2 separate regions of the Ovis aries genome follow, and region 1 is linked to region 2. Evidence: chromatin contacts called from public Hi-C data. All regions are on one chromosome and are shown on one strand. Each heading gives the region's core, a stretch centred on a gene start, on an enhancer-like site or on the middle of the called end of the contact. The rest is flanking DNA. Distances are from core to core; before and after follow the strand shown. Region 1 overlaps FOXJ3 (forkhead box J3). Region 2 overlaps HIVEP3 (HIVEP zinc finger 3).

Region 1 (4,248 bases), core at 477-2,976, 370 kb before region 2:
ATTAGGATTGTTGCTGCCAGAAGTGATATGCATGAATGGCACTTAAAATAAATATATTATGTTAACTCTATTTACAACACCAATTGGTCTGTGTCATTTGCTGCAGTTGAGGGAACATGATTGGAGCTCGTCCAGAAGCAGAAAGCCTGCAGTCTGTCCTTCCTTGGAGTCTCGGAGATTGTGTCCCACGTATTGCTGCCTCAGAACAGTCATTGCTGCTGTCTGCTGACCATCTCACTTGCTCTGTGAACTTGGGAAAATTATTTCCTCTCAGCCTCATTTTCCTCATTTACAGTTCCTATAAAGTGAGAATAATGCCTGCCTCCTAGAGTTGTAGAGGGATTAAATTGATTAAGGCATTTAGAACAGTACCCGGAAGATAAAAAGTACTCAGTATATGCCAGGTGCTATGCTAAGTAGAGTCTGTTCTTATCATCTTACCTGTGAGAACAACTCACACAGAGGTGTGAAGGCATCCCCAGATCCTTTGTTGACAAGTAGTAGAGCTAAGGTTAGAATCCAGATCATTTGACTCCAACCTCATGTTCTCTTACACCATCCGCATCATTCCAGGGGAATTACCCCGGACCCTAGACTTGCCCCCAGCACTGCCTTCCCAGAGAGCTCCTTCCAAAAGGTGAAAGTGGAGCTTCTTAATATCTGTGGAGCCCAGAGTGTCAGGCATTCCCCTGAGAAATCCAGAGATGAGAAAGCCACAGTTCCTATCTGTAGGGGGGTGCAGACTTCCCATGACAGGGAGCAAATGCCAGCACAGAGACACTGCCCAGGGAAGCTACTCTGCAGGTGCAGGAAGATTCTGGGGGTGAGCAGTTAGGTCATACTGAGGCTGGGGCATTGGCTTAGGGAAACCTTGGAGTGGGCATGGGCTATTTTGAGTCCTCGTAGGGTTGTAGATGGACAGGGAAGGCATTTCCATTTACACCACTATCCTGAGCCAGGCTGGGAAGCTAGAGTAGCATGGAGAAGGGGTGGGGTTGAAGCCAGAGACGTGATGGATTGCTAGTCAAGAGTCAAGCACCACTGATCCTATGGGATGAGTGGTAGTGTCCCAACCTGATGATGGAAACATGCGGGACGACACTGATGGAAGACCAACAGCGCTGGTGGGAAATGGACTTGAAGCTATGGTCTGTCTCAGGAACGGGAGGACTTCCTACCAATCCGATGATCCTGCCCGAGACCTCTCCCTGCTTCTGACTTAACCCATACAACCCTGTCTGCTTCAGGTTCCCTTTTGTCTGAGCATCTCAGCACTGAGTGTCATTCTACTGGCTAAAGATACATGCTCTGTAAAACACTGCCCTTGGATGCAAGTCAGCTACTTCTAAGACAGATTGTAACCAAGAATTAGGAAAAATGGCCCTGGTGGCTCAGACGGCAAAAGCGTCTGTCTACAATGCGGGAGACCCGGGTTCAATCCCTGGGTTGGGAAGATCCCCTGGAGAAGGAAATGGCAATCCACTCCAGTACTATTGCCTGGAAAATCCACTGGACAGAGGAGCCTGGTAGGCTACAGTCCACGGGGTCACAAAGAGTCGGACACGACTGAGCAACTTCACTTTCACTTTGGGCTTACTGAGGCACTGTGTTTATCTCCAACATGATTTTCCAGAGGATTTTGGACTTAACCTCCTGGTATCTCTCCCTCCATATGATAAGCAGCTAGTCAACCACACATTTGGTAAGGGAGTGCACCAGAGCCAGAGTCCAACCCCAGGTCAAGGCTGCTTTGGCCCTGCTCTCAAGCTGTGTCCCCGAGTAGCGCTGACCCCAGAAGTCAGCGTAGCGCAGTCACCGTGTATTCCTTGTTTCTTTACATTACTTACTCCAAGTACTTGATGCAGGTGATCAGATTTCCCCTTCAGCTGTGTGGTAGATAACTCTTGTTATCCACCTACTGTAAAGGAAGAATCTGAGCCGCAAAGTGATTAAGTCACCTGCCCTGGGTGACTTAATATCTCCATAATGATATCTTAATAATAATATCTCAAACCCAGGCCATCCAGCCCCTTATCTCAAACCCAGGCCGTCCAGCCCCAATGCCTGGACTCTGCTGCGCTGCTATGTTGCCATACCAGGCAAGGAACTGGAGCCTTAGAACAAAGCCATGAGGCTGCAGTAAGGAGCAGAGGCCGCCAGAGGGCGCAGGGCCACCAGCTGTGTGCTTTTACTTGTTTGGAAGGCTTCCTTTACCACAAGTGCTGTGTTCTCTCCTCTGCAGCCCCCACAGAGCTGTGTGCTCCTCCAGATAGATAGGGACCCCCAGGGCCCAGCTCTCAGAATCTGTTCTCTCATCATGAGAGCTTTCTGGAGGGAGCCAAGGAGCCCCCTCTAGTCTGGAGTGGGGCCCACTCTAGAGCAGCCTCTGAGCAGAGACATCACTTTGCCAATAAAGGTCCATCTAGTCAAAGCTATGGCTTTTCCAGTAGTCATGTACGGATGTGAGAGTTGGACTATAAAGAAGGCTGAGTGCCGAAGAATTGATGCTTTCCAACAGTGTGCTGGAGAAGACTCTTGAGAGTTCCTTGGACGGCAAGGAGATCAAAGCAGTCAATCCTAAAGGAAATCAACCCTGAATATTCATTGGAAGGACTGATGCTGAAGCTGAAGCTCCAATACTTAAGCCATCTGATGTGAAGAGCTGACTCATTAAAAAGAGCCTGATGCTTGGAAAGATTGAGGACAGGAGGAGAACGGGGCAACAGAGAATGAGATGGTTGGATGGCATCACTGACTCAAAAGACATGAGTTTGAGCAAACTGGGCAAGATAGTGAAGGACAAGGAAGCCTGATGTGCTGGAATCCATGGGGTTGCAAAGAGTCGGACGTAACTTACCTACAGAACAACACCTGAGCCTGCTGCCCTGGCTCAGCCCCAGTGGTGCCCACTGTCCCCTACTCCAAGGTTAGGGTGGGGAAGGCCACCCTGCATCCACCCCAGCTGAGTTTCCTGAGGCTCTGCTCTTCTGGGACCTCAGCTGATGCATTATTTGGGCAGGTGTGGGGAGGGCCATGGTCAGGCCAGCCACAAGCCTTGCCACTGTACATCCACCCTTGTCCTCCCACCCCTCCCTCCGAGCACCTCCCGCCCCGTGCCCGCACTCACACATCAACCCCTTTGGCCATCACGAACATTATGATTATTGCCACTATTTGCCAGGCCCTGTGCCCAGCACTTGACAGCCGTTATCTGAGTTAGCACTCCCAGTGCCTTGGAGGTTGATGTCATTTATCTCCTTTTTACTGCTGGACATTGCCATTCAGAGAGGTGAAGTCATTTGCCCAAGGTCACCGTCGTGAGAGGTTGGCAAGGGGATGGGAACCCAGAGCTGCCTTACTCTGGTCTGCTCTTGGCACCAAGGCCTATGACCTCTTCCACAACACTCCCTGGTTGCCCTTGACCTTCCTCGCGGCCAGTCTCCACACCCATCCCAACGCACCCCACCCTAGCCTGAGCTGACGTCACTGGGTGAATGCCACCCCTCTTAGGACGCAGCCCCCAGAAGGTCAGAGAGGCAACTTCCTGTCTCAACAATGGCAATAAAGACGTCCGAGGACACTTCTCACCCTTCCCACCCCTGAGTGACGTCCACAGGCAGAGGCTTTCCTGGGAATGGTCCTCCGAGAGCGTGTGAGTGTGTGAGCTGTGTGATGGGTGGGGGCGGGGGCCGTGTGTGTGGAGGTCCTGTAAGTCAGGGTAACTGCGGGTGCTGATTGTGCTTGTGTGGCCTTCCGAGCATGTGCGCGAGACCTTGTGTGTGCTTGTGTGTCTGTGCCTGGGTATGTGTGTTGCCTGTATGATTGTGACTGTGTGCCTTGGTGTGCCTGTGTGTGATCACGAACCGCAGACAGGAGAGAAAGCATTCTGTCGGAAGGGAGGGCCGGATGGCTCCTAACCTCATCAGCCACTTGTGTCTTCCCCTGTGGCCCCCGTCCTGGGAGACAACTTGCCTGGGATAGAGCTGGGGTTAGGATCCTCAGATCTGTTCTTCCCCCTTTCTCATCATATTCCTGGCCTGGCCTCTGTCACTGCTCCTCCCTGCTGTGGCCCTTTGGACAGGCACCCAGATCTATCTATGCTACCCGTTCCTGCCCCCGGGCAGTTCCTACCCTCCTCCTTGTTCCCCCACCCGCAGATTTCCTGGTCAGACCAGAAACTGGTCTACTGTGAGCTGCTGGCCTATGCCTGAGCATGTTCCCTGCAGGCCTCAAAGGCCAGAATCACAC
Region 2 (3,968 bases), core at 252-2,751:
CTGTTTGCCCTCTTGATCTCCTAACCTTTTCCCAGGCATGCAGCCTTCAAGACCCAGACCAAACATCAGGACTGTCATGAAATCCTTCGGGTCCTCCATCTCCCCCCATAGGGCTTGTCGGCCCATCTCCAAGCTTTCCGAGCACCTTTCACCTGTACTGTGAACCCTTTCACTCCTGCCCCAGTGATCTGGCTCCTCGTGTGTATCCATCAGCCACCACATTGGAGGCAGCAGACCTGGATGTGCATTCTGACTCCCAGCTTGTTAGGGGTGAGACACTGGGCAACCACCTACCCCTGCCCCCAGTGTCTTTGCAGGTGGGCGCAGCCACCTGGCAGGGTGTGTAGAGACTGTGTCTGGACCATCACTGAGCCCCTTCCCTCCCTCCCTTCTCACCTCAGTCTCCCTAATCTAGCAAGAGCCCACACACGCTGGCTTCTAAGCATCCTTCCTCTGTATCCTCTGGGCTTCTGGGATCCATCTGAAGGTCTAAAGCATGAGGGGTCAACTATCTTTGTATTTTTTTCCCTTCTCCCCTCATTTCACGTCTTCATTCTCTTGTATGTGTGTGGTCAGTCCTCAGTCGTGTCTGACTCTTTGCGGCCCCATGGACTGTAGCTGAATTTCCCAGGCGAGAAAACGGGATCGGGTTGCCATTTCCTGTTCCAGGGGATCTTCCTGACCCAGGTATCAAACCCGTGTCTCTTGAGCCTCCTGCTTTGGCAGGCAGATGCTTTACCACTGTGCCACCTGGGAAGCCCTCGTTCTCTAGCACAGGGCTATCAAATAGTGGGGAGGGGTCCCTCAGTGTGAAGCTGAGGAGTGGGGGGAACAGAGGCCAAGCAGCAGGGGGAGAGTTCTGGGGGCCAGGCCTGGACTCTGTGCTTGGCTAAGCCTTGGTCTACAGTTCTAAATGCCCTCTACTTTTAATTCTGAAGCATTTCAATGGGCATGATCCCTCCCACATCAGAGAACACAGGGAAGGGACAGGGGATGAGGGTGGGCGGGGAGCTGGGGGATCCAGTGCATCAGGAGGAAAAGAGGAAACAGCCCCAGTAGCCTGAGCTGCTGGCTCAGTGACCAGGTGACCCGGGGCTGACTCATCCTGAGCTCTTGGGGGTGTAGGGGGTGTGGGGGTGGGAGTCGGGTTGAGAGTGGGGGTGGTGAGCATGTCACAGTCTAGATTCTGTCGGGTTGACCTTTCCTGGGAAAAGTAGCAAAGGCACTCAGCTGGGAGTCCCCCACCCCTGGATTCCCCTCAAGATGCTCCTTCCCTCCAGCGTCTGAGTCAGGCCTGAGCCACCCTGCTGGCCCTGTCCCTGCCCCTTCTTCAGAAGGGAAGCCCAGACATGTCCTTTCCTGCTCAGCGTTTACTCAGAACCATGCTGTGACGGAAGCCGCCGCTCACTGGCCTTGGCTGTGTGCCAGGTGCAGCGTAAGCATTTCACTTTCTCACCGCAACCCTTGGGGGCAGGGGCCCTCCAGCCCCACCTAACGTATGAGGAGACAGAGGTTCACGGAGGTGAACTCACTTGACCAAGTTCTGAAAGGGCCTTGACATAGCGGGGACTCATTCCTGAGTCTGTGGGCCCCCAACACAGTTAATCACCATGGCACTCTCTCTGAAACTGATGTGGTGGGGCAGTGATGAGGGGAGCCGAGGAAGGGGTACACCAGGAAGATCATCTGTCCCCCCATGTGGTCAGGTTGGTCACCACGGCTGGGTTTCCTGAGGGGATGGCACCCAAGGCTGTCAATAAGACTTGGGGAGACCTGAGTGGGGCAGATCAGTCCTGAATTGGAAGGACTGATGCTGAAGCTGAAACTCCAATCCTTTGGCCACCTGATGCAAAAAGCTGACTCATTTGAAAAGACCCTGATGCTGGGAAGGATTGAAGGTGGGAGAAGAAGGGGATGACAGAGGATGAGATGGCTGGATGGCATCACGACTCAATGGGCATGAGTTTGAGTAAACTCCAGGAGCTGGTGATGGACAGGGAGGCCTGGCGTGCTGCAGTCCATGGGGTTGCAAAGTGAATGTGACTGAGCGACTGAACTGAACTGAGTGGGGCAGATGTGGGAGGTGCAGCTGATCTGGGCTGAGAAACAACTGTGGGGCAGTGAGGAAGCTGGCCCAAAAAGCAGAGGGGAGCGGCCCGAGGCCCCAGAACCTTCAGGAAGGGAGGGAGTGGGCAGGTGCCCAGGCCCTATCTGGTAGGGAGGACAGAGAACTGACATCTATTGAAGATGCCTGCCATGGGCCGAGTTATGTGCTGGGAGCCAGGCACCCAGATCAGGATGTGTTTCAGCCTGAGGAAGCCTCGTGGAGTGGGGGAGGCAGGCGAGGGTCCATAGCATCAGGGCAATACCAGACGCACTGCCGGAGACAGACGTGTATAAGATGGACTGGTAGCGCAGAGGGGTGGTGGGCGTGGGCTGGGAAGGATGTGGGAATGACTAAGAAGAGTTCCTGTTTGAGCTGAATCTTGAATGGCGAGCAGTAGTTCACCAGGCAGCGTGGAGAAGCTGTTGGGAGGTGGGGACAGCACCTGGGCAAAGGCAGGGAGGAGGAGGACAGATGGGCTGGGCCTCTGGAAGGAGCAGCAGAGGGTTAGGGTTAGAGTGAACCCGGTGGGGAATGACCACAGGGTTCATCCCGTGGCTCACGAGTCAGTGGAGTGTGAAGCTGAGGAGTGACTGAGATAAACCCTTGATAGGTATCAGAGAAATGACTCTGGCAGTCAGTCTGGGAGATGGACAAGTGTGGGGGCTGGGATTGATGGGGAGGCTGGAAGATCCTTTCTTGAGGATGACAGATGGGGAGTCCTGCTAACAGTTACACCTGATGCCCATCCCACCACGTTGAATCTGGGCATGTCAAATGGGGCAGGTGTGCACCCTGGCTCCCTGCTCCTGGGTGCTGACCAAGGAAAAGGTGAAGCTGGGTGGCCCAGGATGCTGCAGATGGAGGCAGGAGGACACGGGCCAGAATGAACTTGTCAAGGGCCTGCTTTGTGCCAGACCCTAGGCTGGGCGCTTTGCCTGCCAGGCAGATGTCTTCTGCTCACGCTTAAGATGAAAAGCTGGAGGGTCAGAGAGAGTGAGTAAGCTACCCCCAGGGCACCTGGCTGATGAGCTGGAACTGCACGCTGAGCCCCTCTGACCTTAGAGCTTTTGGACTCTGCCAGGCTTGTGGTTTCCCCCAGCTCTGAGATAGCTGCTGCTCTCAGCAAATAATGATCTCAATTGCATGCCAGATGCTGGGGGTGGGGGTGGGGGGATCTGGGTGAATTAGGCATGGCAGCTGGGTGCACAGAGTCCACAGTTCCACATAGGAGAGGCACTACACACACACACACACACACACACACACACACACACACACACACGCAAGATATAAAATGGCCCAAGGGAAAAACAAACATAACCCTTGGAAGAGACAGTCTCCACTGGGACTTGGAATGCTCCTACAGAGGTGGCTCAGAAACCCTTTTCCTCCCTGTCTACGCACATCTTATGCCGTATTCCGTTTTCTTTTCAACTTTGCTCACTTTAAAACAAGGGAACACAGGGTCTGAAAAGAGGCTCCCCATTCTTGCTTGCATATGCTTTGCCTGGAATCCAGTGATAATTCCCTGCTGTGGCTAGCATATCCTCTCTTTGGCCCTGAGAGGCAATACTTTTCTCATTCCCTTGAAAGTGAAAGTGTTAGTAGCTCAGTCATATCCAACTCTGTGACCCCACGGATTGTAGCCTGCCAGCTCCTTTGTCCATGAAATTCTCAGGGCAAGAATACTGGAGTGGGTTGCCATTCCCTCTCCAAGGGATCTTCCCAACCCGAGGATCGAACCTGGGTTCTCTGATATGGCAGGCATATTCTTTACCATCTGAGCCTGAGGCTTAGAGGGAGGGACCTGGACTTGTACAGGTTCGTTTGGACCCAGATCCAGGCAGCCTTCTGCGGTTTT

What was found. Hi-C and Micro-C count contacts between places; a contact is called where the count stands out from the background.
Region 1: a contact with region 2 is called in a Hi-C map of blood, with 2.7 times the contacts expected there. The contact joins two enhancer-like sites. A contact is called at or near these places in 2 of 16 Hi-C or Micro-C datasets (blood and tail adipose tissue).

Annotation. Positions count from the first base shown.
Region 1 is chr1:16,700,094-16,704,341 of ARS-UI_Ramb_v3.0, reverse strand. FOXJ3 (forkhead box J3) reads left to right here. Exons shown (of 12, transcript XM_060398115.1): 12 at 1-70. Among named protein-coding and RNA genes, the nearest start is that of GUCA2A, 8.2 kb to the right of the region's middle. Within about 2 kb of position 1,726, at least 4 of the 54 cell types and tissues checked have an H3K27ac peak or open chromatin away from gene starts, as enhancers often do.
Region 2 is chr1:16,330,459-16,334,426 of ARS-UI_Ramb_v3.0, reverse strand. The region is part of intron 3 of HIVEP3 (HIVEP zinc finger 3); the gene reads left to right. Among named protein-coding and RNA genes, the nearest start is that of HIVEP3, 260 kb to the left of the region's middle. Within about 2 kb of position 1,501, at least 19 of the 54 cell types and tissues checked have an H3K27ac peak or open chromatin away from gene starts, as enhancers often do.